Regions from separate parts of the Drosophila melanogaster genome. Here region 2 is linked to region 1. Evidence: chromatin contacts called from public Hi-C data. All regions are on one chromosome and are shown on one strand. The core of a region is the stretch at or near the end of the contact, and the rest is flanking DNA. Distances in the headings are between cores, read along the strand shown.

The links. Hi-C and Micro-C count contacts between places; a contact is called where the count stands out from the background.
Region 2: a contact with region 1 is called in a Hi-C map of the Kc167 cell line, with 1.7 times the contacts expected there. A contact is called at or near these places in 2 of 107 Hi-C or Micro-C datasets (the Kc167 cell line and brain).

What each region holds. Positions count from the first base shown.
Region 1 is chr3L:5,654,978-5,662,136 of dm6, forward strand. It overlaps sif (still life), which reads left to right and starts at 2,936. Exons shown (of 35, transcript NM_001104049.4): 1 at 2,936-3,313; 2 at 4,452-4,704. It overlaps lin-28, which reads left to right. Exons shown (of 5, transcript NM_139726.2): 1 at 1-69; 2 at 1,342-1,478; 3 at 1,628-1,776; 4 at 1,846-1,996; 5 at 2,059-2,407. The coding sequence starts at 3. The coding sequence ends at 2,142. It overlaps Sse (Separase), which reads right to left. Exons shown (of 7, transcript NM_079211.3): 1 at 7,105-7,159; 2 at 6,825-7,020; 3 at 6,290-6,761; 4 at 5,873-6,232; 5 at 5,520-5,818; 6 at 5,137-5,462; 7 at 4,723-5,080. The coding sequence ends at 4,902.
Region 2 is chr3L:5,920,580-5,927,738 of dm6, forward strand. CG33523 reads left to right here and starts at 3,283. Exons shown (of 7, transcript NM_001274528.2): 1 at 3,283-3,616; 2 at 4,258-4,743; 3 at 4,822-5,045. The coding sequence starts at 3,526. CG32407 reads left to right here and starts at 1,476. Exons shown (of 3, transcript NM_168147.2): 1 at 1,476-2,154; 2 at 2,228-2,713; 3 at 2,777-2,988. The coding sequence starts at 2,067. The coding sequence ends at 2,928. It overlaps PXo (P[[i]]-sensitive XPR1 orthologue), which reads right to left and starts at 737. Exons shown (of 6, transcript NM_139743.4): 1 at 558-737; 2 at 1-172. The coding sequence starts at 626.

The DNA.
Region 1 (7,159 bases), core at 1,686-4,185:
GCATGGAGAACGTACAGCTGGAAAATGGCTTGGAAAGGAGGACCACCAGCCAGAGTTCCACTTCATCAGGTTTGTTTAGAATATGGAGTAGAGTGAAACTAATTTCCAGCTAATGCATGAACGTCACACGAACGAACGTCTACATTCCCCGCTGCCCACAACAAACGTGTTTTGTGTTCCAAAAAAAGCGACAACAAATTCAATAGGAAATCTTATCAAACTGATTGCTGATTGGCTGTGCGATCGCCCTAATATTTGGTTTCTGTTTTTGTCTGGTTTTTTTTTTTTTTATACTGCGCAGTTCTTTTTTTGCTGGCGTATGTTTTTCTTGGTTTCTGTTGTGTTTTTGCCATTCGCTGATTTGATTTTTTATTGGTAAATTGGGGGGTTTCTATATACAGAGGTGTCATCAACCCCCGAACATTGACCGACTTACCATCACACTTCGATCAAGGACACAGGCAGTCCAGTTGAGGATTATCCTCGCCTCAATGCATTTGAGGCATTAGATCTGCGCAGACTTACAAACCTAATTGAACGGGGAAACCAGTTTGCGGCTTACCTATAAGAAAAGGAAAAGGACACCCAACCATCCCAAAAGGATAATCATGTAATGGTGGTGGTTTGAGTAAAGAATGAAAGATTTTCATTCAATTAGGTTTCTTATCAGACGCAAAAGAATTTCCAAGATCTTAAAAGTCCATTCACGTTCTCGCTGGAAATGAGTAAGAAAATGCTTGAGCAGCACAACGACCTAGAAATGCCAGCGCAACCCCCGAAAATGAAAATTTTAATTCCAGATAAGCCAGAGCACAGGCATGAGAATGCATTCCGAGTATCTGGGCATCTGGGCAATACTACGAGTACACTCAAGTACTAGGGCCCACTTCGACAAATATATAGATAAGCTGGCAGCGAAATGGGAGCGAGCGAAGTGAAAACAATTTATGAATGAATGAATGAATGAATGAATGAGCCAGCCCAAATGGATATGGGCTGGTGCGAGTGTGTGAGTGAGATGAGCCCCTGCTTAGATAATGGAATGAATCCACTCCGCCGCGCCGCTCGTTCAGTTATTTCCGAATATTTCTTATAATAACAACGAAACCTGTTTTCTGCCCTCAATGGGCGTTGAGTTGGGATGGGGACGTGGAGGGCTAGAGAAGAACCTAACCCAAGTTGAACTTGCCTCGCGGCAAATGGGGCAAGGACACGATGAATGTTGTTCAGCTGCCTATTTGCCGCTTGGTCATTTGAATAACAAAACCTTGAACAGAGGGATTCCCAGACAGGATATCGAATTGGGCACCGAACTCAAGTTTCATTTTCTATTCCCTCCAGCGAATCCGGCAAATCTTGCGAGTCCCACCGAGGAATGCGGTTGTGTGCGACTGGGCAAATGCAAATGGTTCAACGTGGCCAAGGGATGGGGCTTCCTTACACCCAACGACGGCGGCCAGGAGGTGTTCGTCCATCAGGTGGGTACTCTCTTTCTTGGATGAAACTGAGGTCTTTCCTTAATGCAAGGCCTTATGTACTATCCGATAGAATATGGAAAATCGGTATAATAATTTAATATTTAATGCATTAATTCAATATAATTCTCATTATAAACGTATGCATATAGAGCGTCATCCAGATGTCAGGTTTCCGATCACTGGGCGAGCAGGAGGAGGTGGAATTCGAGTGCCAGCGCACGTCGCGCGGATTGGAGGCCACCAGGGTGTCCAGCAGGCATGGCGGTAGCTGCCAAGGCAGCACCTACAGGCCGCGAATGTGAGCTCATACCCAATCGTTTAACTAATTTTCCCCATTTTCACCACCTACCCACCAACCACCCAACAGAAATCGCCGGACTCGCCGCATGCGCTGCTACAACTGCGGCGAATTCGCCAATCACATTGCCTCCGAATGCGCTTTGGGTCCTCAGCCGAAGCGCTGTCATCGCTGCCGTGGAGAAGACCATCTCCATGCCGACTGCCCGCACAAGAATGTGGTAAGTGCTCCTCTACGATTCCACAGCCCCATTTCGAGGACTAAGCCCACATCGTTTCGCAGACCCAAAGCCACAGTAATAGCAAAAGCATAAGCAACAATAGCAGCAGCAGTGCAGCCCAAGAGAAGAGCGAGGAGGCCACCTAGGAAGTCCTTGGATCTTGGACTGGTAGTTGGAAGTTAGAAACTTCCTTGACAAGTACAAAATGGAAATCTAAGAAAAAACACGCATCAAATCAAAGAAACCCACGTACAACAAAACTAGCTACTACACTTAGATATTAGCGGGAAGAGACGCGCCCCGAAAACCATCCTATCCTAAGTTTATTTTCTATTTTAACATTATTTTCTAGGAACCATAGTTGCTAAGGTTTTTCACTAGATCCCAAGTAAACGAATTAAGCTAGAGAGCATCCCTTGGTCTGTTTTTTGAAATCGGAGCTTTTGCACCCTGGGGCCGAACTAAAAGCTCTGTGCTGATAAGAAAGTCCTGGTCGCGAGTCACGTGGCCACTGACAACAATGGAGCTTTCCTTGGGGCAACAACAAACAGCTACAAATGGAATCACCATGAAAACGCAGAATCACTGTGTAAGCTTGGAAACCTGAAACCCGCCGCTCCCGGCGCTAAAGTCAGCACCCACCACCCCCTGAAAGTGAAACATAGTGAGCAGCAGCAACAACAAACGGATTGGGCGAGGACATGGCCAGGAGGAGCAGGGAAAGGGAAAGTCCTGCCTTTTTTTGGTCGCTCTCTTTTTCTCTCTCTCTTTTTCTCCAGCTGCCTCTCTGCCTCTTGGCTCTTGGCCCTTTTGGCTGTTTTTGTTGTGGTTTAGTTTGCAACATTTTGTTCGGGCTCGCTCTCTCGCGATTTTTGTCCTTCGCCAAGGAAGCAGGAGCAGGATACCCAAAAGGATGCAACTAAGGCCAGCGTCGAGCTCAGTCTCAGTTGATCTCTGCCAGAGAATTGTTGTGTGCAACGCGGCGGAATTTACATTTACACCATATTAACACAGAAAAATATGAAGACCCAAAAATAAAGGACCCTCAAGTCCAATTATCAAACTTAACCAAAAACAATAACTTAGACAACTAAAAGAATTTCAACAAAGTTAACAAAGCGTTTCAGCAACAAATTTTCAAAAACCCACAAACCCCAAAACCAAAAAAAAAACCATTAAAAAAATTAAAATTACACAAAGTAAACGGAAAAAGTTTGTACAATTTTTTTTTTTTGGCATAAAATGAAAACAGTTTTTCAACGCATAAGTTATACAAATATGGAAAGGAAAAATGCTGGCGAAAACTAAGAGTTCAAGGTTAAAAGAAAATGAGAAAATTACCTTTTTAACTGGGCAAACAATAATAAAGCATCAGCATCCACTGATAGAAAACAATAACAATAACAATAGCAACGTCAACGTCATCGCATATTCATTTGGGCCAAACCACAACCACTCGTACCCACACACAAGCACACACAAGAGCACAACAACACCAACACACCCAGAGGCACACAAACACACACACACACACACACTGGGAATTTACAACCAGATTTACATGGGGAGCGCCTGTTATGTAATATCCTCCTTCTGACGCTGTCTCCTGTCATGTTCCAAGTCCTTGTTCCTTGTTCCCTGTCCCCATTTCTCGATTTCGCGATTCTCGCGTACGTGTGAGTGTGTGTCTGTTTGCGTGTGTGTGTGTTTTGGGGGTGTGGCATGGCATGCACCTCGGATTTGCTGCCCCTACGGGTGCTAATTTGATTTAACTCGCTGCATGGGCACGGCATTGAGACACCACGACGAAGGACGAAGGACACTGGCCGCCCATCCCAGCTATTGGTAAATCATAAAAATAGGGACGCGCCAAGGTGTGTCTGCCTTTTTTTATGGCATGCAAATCGAGGCCGTAACACAAAAAAAGAAAAACACACGCATATTACGCATACGCCGCGCGCTCGGCGATTAGATGGCTGGGAAGAAAAGAAGTTATTGGGTTGGGCCTAATTAACGAATGTGTGTCATAATGCGACAGGCGTTAGTAGGTCAAGTAGATGCGATGCTGGGCGATTGGAGGTCGCCGCAGGTTCGGTGGGGGAAAAGCTCTGGCCAAAAGGGCAACCCGAGGACGAGGATGGGAACGAGGTGAGATGAGTCGCGTTTTTGGAGAGCAAACTGGGCGACAAGCCCGAGTACGAGTGCGAGTAAATAAATATATGGGCGTTTCTGGGCATTCAGGCATTATTGCACATTCGCCCCGTGGACGAGGGTTTAGCCTAATCCCCACTCGCATTTCAATTATATTGCATTTTTATAAATTCTCAATGTTTCCTTCACTCAATATCTTTCTCTCTGACTGTCGTTTGCACCACACTTTCACTTTTTTACTTTACCTCACCCACATTGCGATTTGTACTCGAATTAATGTTTTTCACTCCCTACTCTTGCACAGGCAAATGTAAGAATGAATCTGTACTCTGTATCTGGCATGATTCCAACTAAGGAAAACGAAAACTCTAACCTAAATCAATTAATCTAAATAGTTCTCAAACGGTTTAAAGTTCCAACAACACAATGTACAAAGTCTAAACATGTTTAAAACTTCTACTTAAAACTAAAAACTTAACCGAAATCAAGGACACTTCAGTTAAAGTGCTAAATCCATAAGGAAACATCACTCAATCTTCCAAATAAACTAAGAAAAGGTAAGTGCCTTGGAATTTCTTCCTAATATATAAATGTTTAGTTTATTTTTACTATTCTGAGTGTTACATTTAGCGTTTAATGCAAACTTTGAGCACCACTTTCCACTTGAATGAAGTAGTTCAATTAAATTAAATTATTGTACACAGTTCCATACGCAAAACTTTGCTTAGGGAGATCGACTCCACGACGAAATGAGCTATAAAGGCAGCTTTTCCACGGCCAAATTCCATGCGGGAAGTCCGCGGCACACGTAAATGCAGCAGTTGTAGATATTCGGCTCCACTTTTCCTTGCTGTACGAGAGATAGGATAGAGCACAGGCTGCCCAGATGGTAGTTGGGTTGATCGTTCATGGTGGGCGTGGTTTCATCTTTTCCTAAATTTAAAAGAATTCCTTAAATATGTAACTTAATAATATAAATAAGACATTACCTTTTATAATGCCATTTTTGAGCCAAGGCACCCGATCAATATGTGTCCACGGAATCACTTTGTTATCCCCCGGGGCCAACCAACGACTCAATATTGTCACCGAAACAGTATCCATATTACCATCCAAGGCGGGCATGAGAGTACCAACTATCGAAGGACACAGAGCTCCATGGTAATAATCATGGGCTCCATACAATGCGCTGTACAGGCCCGTGCCCAACATGCGTGTAGAATCGCAGCCGAATAGAAAAACAACGCTGCGTACCCGAGCCCGGCAAATTATGCGACCATTGACGTACTGCAGCCCAGAACCGTGACCTGCGTATCTAAAATTTAAGGCAAAAGTATTAGAATGCCATTGTTCGCTTGCAATCATATCTTACACAAAGCAATCCGCCTGTAGCGCCTGTTTCACCATCACCTCCTCATTGGGCACGGTTTCAAAAAGATGCTGCCACTGGGAGAGCCAGTACTCAAAAAAGCTACGCAGCCTGCGGCCGGAGTTGACCAAATCCGCATCTGGGTTTATTACACACATGCCACGTTTAATATTTGTTGTGTAGTAGCCATGCTTTATGTTTGATTTGTGATTCTGGAACAAGCGCCATAGGCAATGCAGTGATTTGACGCGGGAGAATTCCTGCACGGTGACTAGTTGTTCCCAATGGAGGTGGTCTAGACGCTACATAAATAATATAGTAGTATGTATTATAGTATAGAAATTCAGATGAACTACCTCATCGACTACCAGGATGATGGGAAATCTTCTGCTCGCCAGGGGCTGACGCTCCTCCACTTCCGCCCAGTCGCTGGCCAAACCCTTAAGCAATTCGTATGCCGACTGGATCTCATTTTCGTTGCTCGACAGCTCATAGCAGATGAGTTTGAGATCTGCGATTTCCAGTCGATTGGCATGCGAGGCCGCTTGGGAAAGTAAAACACGTTGGTGGGTACCCCATTGATTAAGCAGACAGAAATCGTCAACACGAGTATAGGTGGCTTTGATTTGTTTTTGAACAACAGTGCAGTCATATCTTTTGCCAAAGAACAGAAAGGAATATGGAGATATTATGTCCCGAAAGTCGGCAAGTAGTTTCTAGAAGAGGTAAAGTAATGCTAATAAGATACATTGATATTAATGTGTAGTACTTACTTGCTGAAAAGTGTCAAAACCATTCAGCTCCTCCCAATACTTCTGCTTAGCCTCTTTACCTTTCATGTTGAGTGGATCCACGGTTACCACTCGCCTAAATCTTTCCACCAGAGTGCTATACTCTCGAAAGAGATTTGCCGTATTTTCGTTGGAAATTTTCAGGCAAATCGGTCCCAGTTGGGAACTTCTACAGTGTCGGAGCAGAGTGAGATATATTGCTCCATCGCTGGCAATGATCTCATTGAAAACGGAGTAGGTGGTGGCGGGATTAAAGCTCTTGCAGAGCTGGAGGACACACCATTCTTGGGGCAGACTATTGCATTTCTCTGAAATGCGAGTTAGACCCTCTGTAGGATCCTGGACATCATCCAGGAAGTCTAGATACTCTGGTATTTCGTTGATTGGCTTCTTTGGCTGTTTCTCCTGCTCCATTTGCTGGAGGTACTTGATGATGTTCTGCAGAAATTTTTTGCTAAGAATAATGTTGGTAATGTTTGTTTGAGTTTTAAAAGAGTTTAGTTAGTTTATATATCACCTTTTGTAGTCCTTTTTCTCCAGTTTAGTGGCTGATTTGATCAGCTCCTCTGCGGTGGGACGCTGATTTTCCAGTTCCGCCGATTCGGTAAGGTAACGCAGATCGGTGGACTGGAACTGGGCTTTAACCTGGTAGTAAATTGAGTGCTCCACATTGCCATTGCGGTATTCCTCATCGGCGCGCAGTAAATTATATTCTGCAGAAGAAACATGAACATTAACATATTATTGCGAAGATGCAGTGGGAATTTCGAAGTTTCTGGGTCTGCTTATATAGTTACCCTTCGCCTCGGGGCCAACATCTGAACTGGTGAAACCGGCCAGCATCTCAGCCTC
Region 2 (7,159 bases), core at 2,033-4,532, 270 kb after region 1:
TCGCCTCGGCCATCTTCTCCGAGTAGAATGTGTTGATCTTGGCCAGCTCCTTGTCGCAGTAGTGAAAGAACTCCTCATCGAATTTGGCAAAGTATCGCGTCACCATCTCGCGCTCCACGAGTTCTGCGGAGGGCGATTGTTCGATGGCTGCATACAGCATGGCTTTCATTTCCTAAAAAATGATAAGAAATATTTTAATAAAATTTATTTATATATTTTGATAAATCTCTTAAACAAAGGACCTATACTTTTGGCCCCCACTGTATCTATATATCTCCTGCTCATCGTATCGTGTGTTTTCACTTTCTCGTTCTTTTGCCACCCCACTCCACCCAGCCCATCCTCTCTTGTTTACGTCCGAGGAGAGCAAAACACAGAATGCCGCTCAACAGGGCGCATGCGCGTTGAAAGCTCTACCGTTTGACAGTTGGATGCCACAGCTGATGGGGCACGTGACGTCACAGCTGGCAGAGTGACAGCGGGAAAAGCACACTCGTCCGTGTATCTCACGGATACATATTTTTCTGCACCTTCAAACGGCGATTTTCGGCACTCACCTCATAGTTAATGTACTGCTTTCGCCACTCGGGCGTTATGTGGGCCGTCAGGTGCTCGGCGAACTTCATCTCGGGAATTGGGGGGATCTCACAACTGGCTGCACTGCATCCGCATCCGGATAAATGGCGAGGACGTGGTCGCACTAGAAACGCACGTTTTCACGTAAACATCACAACTGGGCCAGAAGAGAACAGGCAGCGAAAGTTCTTGGATTTCGATTTGGCTTGGGATGGTGGTCCAAATGGCGGGGGTTTCGGTTGCGAGGAATCGAGCTTTCGATATGTAAATTTCTTCGGTTTTGTTATTGTTAGCTGTTGCCTCCCATCTCTTTTCAATGTCAACAATAAAACAACAACAAACGCGCAACACATATTGCACATGATTTGATTTTATTAAATGGCCAATTCATAAATTAAGAAACAATTTATTTAACGGAATGTATTGATTTTTTGATTACACTATATATTTAAATATAACAACTTCTTCATAATTGGTAATGCCAATTAAAAAAAGTCTGTAAGTAAGCAACTGTTGTGCACTTAGTCAAATATAATAAAAATAACACCATTTGTAACAAATGCGCATTTTTGCTAAGACTTGCTTACTTTAACTAGTCTACAAAATGTTTATATTTTGAACTCTGGTCCTTAATAAACTGTATATTCAGTACAATTTTTGCAATTATAGAATAGTACACCTTTAATCCCTCTGGCTGGCTAATAAATTAAAGCTCATAAGGTTGATAAGATTAAAATGTGGGCTATTTTTGCTTAGCAATATATATGTGCAATTAGAATGCAATCTAAAAACAAAAAAAAAAAGTTTGTTATTATGCAATAACCGTTGCTCTTTGATATCAATTACAGCCACCGCAATCAGCGACTGTCAATTGATTGGGAATAATCGAGCCCAGTAGACTTAGCTTCCCACATCGAGACGAGATAAGCCGCAAAGAATTTCCACAGCTAAATGCGAGATACTAGGATACTACGAGATACGTCATATATCGCAAAGAAAACCACAGCGAGTATCATAAAAACCAAGTTCCCGAAGAGTCGCCTGCACAAACCTCATAAACATTGCCAGTTTCCCCCGTTTGTTGCTCTTATCGCAATTGACGGGATCCCCTACTTTTTGCCCCTCCCCTCCTCCATGAGCTGTTCTGCGGGCTTCAATATTGATTAAAGAACGGGCGGCATGCGGTTGCCCCTTCCAGTGCCCCCACCACTTGCATTGAGTCATTTACATGATCGTCGGGAAAGCAGAGCACAATTGGAGAACAAATGAAAACGCCTCTCGACGAGCGCAACGACGAGCGTTTGGGGCAGTGCTGGCTGTCAGTCGATGATTAGCCCGCTCGCAGGTTAGACATTCCGCTCCCAGATAAAGAAAACTACCCCCCCGAGCTCGTCCACGAAAATTGTTTTCAAATAGATAAGAAATCGGCATAAATTTGAAGCTGACTGCAGAAGACATTTCAATTGGTTCACGCAAAGCCAAGCAGCAACATGCCTTCCGATCAGGATCCGACTCCAGAGCAGATAAGCCAAGTCAAGACTAGCATTCTGCAGAGATTGGAGAAAGAGCCGCCAGCAGGTAAGTTAGGGCAGTCGAAAGAATCACATCTAATCTGGTATATACATACATACACATACAATCCCAAAAATAGAACCATTCCATCCCAACGATCTAAAGCGAATTACGGACAGTGACCTTTGGATCACCAAGCTACTGCAGGTCTATGACTTCGATGTGGAGAAGTGCATCACGAGGTTGTGGGATAACCTCGCGTGGCGGAAGAGCTTTGGAGTTTACGACATCACCGAGGCAAACCTTAATCAGGAGTTTCTAAACGATGGCTCCATCTATGTGCACAACAAGGATAGGGACGGAAAACCGCTGCTGATCCTCACCATCAAGAAACACTCGAAGAGCCGCAATCAGGAGGATCTACTGCGCATCCTTGTCTTCTGGATTGAGCGTTTGCAGCGGGATAGTAACCTGGACAAGATTACCATTTTCATGGACATGACTGGCGCCGGTCTGAGTAACTTGGACATGGGCTTCATCAAGAGCATCATCGGAGTGTTCGAGACCAAGTATCCGTATGTGCCTAACTATATTCTGGTACATGATTTGCCTTTTCTGCTAGATGGTATGTAAACATTGTGGTATCTGTAAAGATCAGCATATTGAAAGGATGGTTTTCTGTGTTTAGCTGCCTTTAAATTGGTGAAGACCTTCCTGCCCCCCGAAGCGCTGAAGATCCTTAAGGTGACCACCAAAAAGGACATCGATCAGTATGTGGACAAGGATAACTGCCTGAAAATCTGGGGCGGTAATGATGACTACGTTTACAAATTCGCCTAAACAACTTGCCCAACAACTTTGTATTATAGTGTAAATAAAAATACGATATTTATTGACCATACCGCATAGTTGTTTTTATTACTCCAGCGAAAAGCTTTGAAAGCTTTTCGTAGTGCTTCCACTCGAGCTAATTGCAATGCAGGTGGCATACCACCCACACGATCACGATCCATTGCAGCAACTCGCGGGTGGGAGGTTGGCTTGGTGCTGGGTGGCTTGCCCTTTTCGGAGGCCCATTATAGTACCGCGCAGAACCAGGTGCTCCACATTCAAGCCGCACGCCGGCCGACTGCTAACGATCGCCGCGATATACGATCGTGGCTAGCCGCTGGCAGCACCGTTAGTCGGATGTTCAGTTTGCCGCACACGCTCGTGGAACGCACTTGGATAGCGCTCCGTAGTTCTCGCTGTAGTACCTCAACCTTTTGTACCTTCACCTCTGCTCCCCGTTAAGCACAATCTAATCACACTGAAAGTCGATTTCTGATAGGGCGCCAAGCGATAGGAGGAGCACCGCTTTACCCATTGGAATTCAACTTGAATGCTTAGTCTTGCCACAAGCTTGGTAGCGAACGAGTGCGAAAACTAACTGGCAGCATGGGCGTCAAGGTCAAGGAAACGACACCCCAGCAAATCGAGGAGCTGCGCGATAGGTTCAATCGCAAATATGCCTCATCCCCTCCGGCAGGTGAGCTAATCCCAAGCAAATGACGGATACAAGGTGCAACTAGCGGCTCTAATAAATTATGTGCGACTGGGTTTATGATAGCTGGCAGGTTTTATTCCGTAATTACCAGATATGTATATAGCTGCGTTCGGTTAGTAGTATTTTTTATATGATTCATTCCAGCTGTCTTATTTGTAGTGCAAATTCTCCAATTAGTAGGTGAATAAATCAAACAGACCCGCCTTTCCCAATGACTTGGCTGTTCCAAGTGCACTCAAACGAAAGCTTTGAACTTGAGACCTGAGCTATAGCTTCTCAAAGTACTTAATATAGAATTGGGTATGGACTACCTATGGACGAAAGGTTAAGTATCAGCAGTCAAAGATTAAGCACTTCTGAATGTTTTAATAGATTAGAGTTTCATTTGCTTAGTTCTTCAACTTTATGCTATCGATCCTCTTCTTATCTTGTCCAAATTTAAATTCACCCCTTATACATATGTTCAGAGATTAAAATCAAAATTTCATGAGCTAAACATCAGAAGAGCTGAGATATGATATTGTAACAATACACAATAAGCTACATTATCTTCAATAACTATATATAAACACAGATAAGAATCCAATAATTTTATTATTGTTTTACATGATTCGCGCTGGTAGCACCTTTCCATCCGACCGATATTGATCGTATTCGCAACGATCATCTGTGGCTTCAAAGGTTTCTGGAAATGTATGATCTCGACATGGAGACCTCCTTTAATTCGCTGTGGGAAACCTGTATCTTGCGTCAGTCAACTGGGGCAAACGATATCGATGAGAGCGAGTTGAACCAGGAGTATTTGAAGGAGGGATCCGTGTTTGTGCACAACACTGATGTGGATGGCAAGCCGTTGTTGGTATTCCGCGTTAAGATGCACAGTAAGTCCAAGAACCTGGACGAACTGATACGCATCGTGGTGTACTGGGTGGAAAGGACTCAGAGGGAGCAGCATCTGACCCAGTTGACCATATTCTTCGACATGTCGGGCACGAGTTTGGCCTCCATGGATCTGGAGTTTGTGAAACGCATTGTGGAGACATTTAAGCAGTTCTATCCCAATAGCTTGAACTACATTTTGGTATATGAACTGGGCTGGGTACTAAATGGTAACTATCATCTTTGGGAGTCATTTTTTCACTTTGAACATTAACCATGACCATGACCTTTTGTTGTTTTTCTACTAGCTGCTTTTAAGGTCATCAAGGCGGTGCTGCCACCCAAAGCGGTTGAGATTTTAAAAATGATATCGAAAAAGGACATCAACCAGTACATTAACAAGGATAACTGCCTGGCCATCTGGGGTGGCGAGGATAACTACGAATTTAGCTTTGTGCCGGAGGCTAAAAAGGTCATTTCCAAACCGGTGGCTGCCAATGCTGGCGATGATGACCAATTCGCGGACAAAAAGGTAAGTTAGTGGTTTGAGTGGGGTATATAGACACAGCTTTTACTACTACACCACCCACAAGAGACCAAATCTCGAGCGCGAGTCGGCGGTTGGGAGTGTCCTTGTGACACGGCTGCACCCGGAAGAAGTCGGTCCCTCGTTCGCCTAATTGCTTTTTCCAAAACCGCACGCGAACCGACGTACAGCGCTCTCTGCCATAATTGATTCACATTCTTGGGACGTATTGATTTAGGGTGCGCTGTTTGCGTGTCCTGCGTGAGTTGCCTGTCCCCAACTGACCACTAACCTTATCCAAGCGAAGGTTTAACTCGTACACTGGGGGAAATATTTGGGATTATCTTCATAGTTTGGTACAAATTAGCCATTTCACTTTGCTTACAAGCTAGATTAATATGTGATATTCAGGTTCAAACTGACATCTTGCGAAAACTATAACAATCTTTTAGGTGCAGCTGCATATTCAAATCATAGTTTTAATCACGAAATCTTCAATTTAAAATTTACAATGGCTCATGCATTTTACGAAACTTTTAAGCATCATATAGATGTATAGATAACATAAAATATAAAATGTTTCCCCCTAATTTTTTTCCCAGTGCACGTGCGCTTTTGTGGGCAGAACATTGTAGTAGCTATTTATAGCCTTTTATTTGACATATTGCTAAACTTTCTGTTTCTGGCTGGGTTCAGTGGCTAATGGTCAGTTCTCGAGGCCCCGAAGCGTTGACCCGAAAAAAGTAGAACACACATTTTTTTTTTTTTTTTTTTTTTTTTTTTTTTTTTTTTTTTTAGAAGCGATGAATCAATACAATGCAATAACAGTAACATAACAGCGCAATTAACATATAAAAGATAAAACCAAACCTCTCACTAATCAGAACACACATTGTCAGAGGGATTATGGGCGGTTCAATGTGTGCGTATTTGTGTCGTACGTGCACTGTATTTGTAAAAATGACTCCCAGAGCGGATATTATCAGGCATTTCTCTCACACCCACGCCAACACACACCCACACGCTGTTATCACACCCACGCGACGTCATCGTTTATAATGCACTCTCTCTCACTCTCTCTTTCTCTCATTTCAACGGCACTTTCATTTCATTTACAGTTGCAGTTCATTTTACGCCAGACGGAAGCGGCAGCAACAACAGCTGGAAGAAGCTGATCGAGTGTGAGCGAGACAGCAGTCACGGAGCGAGCTTTTGGGTATGCTTTCAATTCAGTAGTATTTTCACTTTTGCGCGAACTAGTCACAAAAACCTGCAAAGCAATCGCATTTTACGTTTGTTTCTGTCCTCAACTTGTCGTAATCGTCATGGAAATGTGCAATCTGTAATTGTTATTAACAAAGGAGCAAACATAAGTGGAAACTGCATTGTTATCGTACCAATTGATATTCACTACTCAAAGTTTAAGCAAAAACAACAAAATGCCCAGGGTATGTGTGTGTGAGTGTGTTCGTGTAGAATGTTTTTTGTGTTTCATGCTCATTGAATTTCGCTTAAGAAATCTGTGTCATTTATTAGAATCAATAAATCATCTATAAACCATTGAAAACCTCACAGTATTTAAGTTTATCCGGCAAAGCATAATGGACACTGTCCGTCACCATGATCATGTGTGCGTTACGTGGAAGTCAAGCAAAAGCACAACAAATCCGAGTCGGATCGAATTTGACTTGCCATTCAAGACGATTACTTCACCCTGCATACTTTCTTTTGTTCGGTGCTGAAAATGAGAACTGTTGTTTGTTCAGTTTAAGTTAAGGAGAATGAATGGTTTTAGGTACCAGTTGGAGTTTGTATCTGGAAAGCGAATTGGTGGAAATGAACTAGTAAAATGGCTACGCCCATAAAGACCGGCTTAAAGGGCAAGTTAAAATTTGAAAATTCGTAAGGCTTATTTATACAGATATAATTAGAATACTGTTAAAGGAGGACTTTATCCGTAGAGTCAATTACTTTTAATACGATTTAAGTATTGTTTTTGCGAGTATCTCAAATATTTTTTTTAAACTATACTGATTCAAAACAGCGTTAAAAAACATTTGAATATATACGAATTTACTAACGCGTTTAAAAAAATCCCTAAAGCCACGCCAGGAAATCCA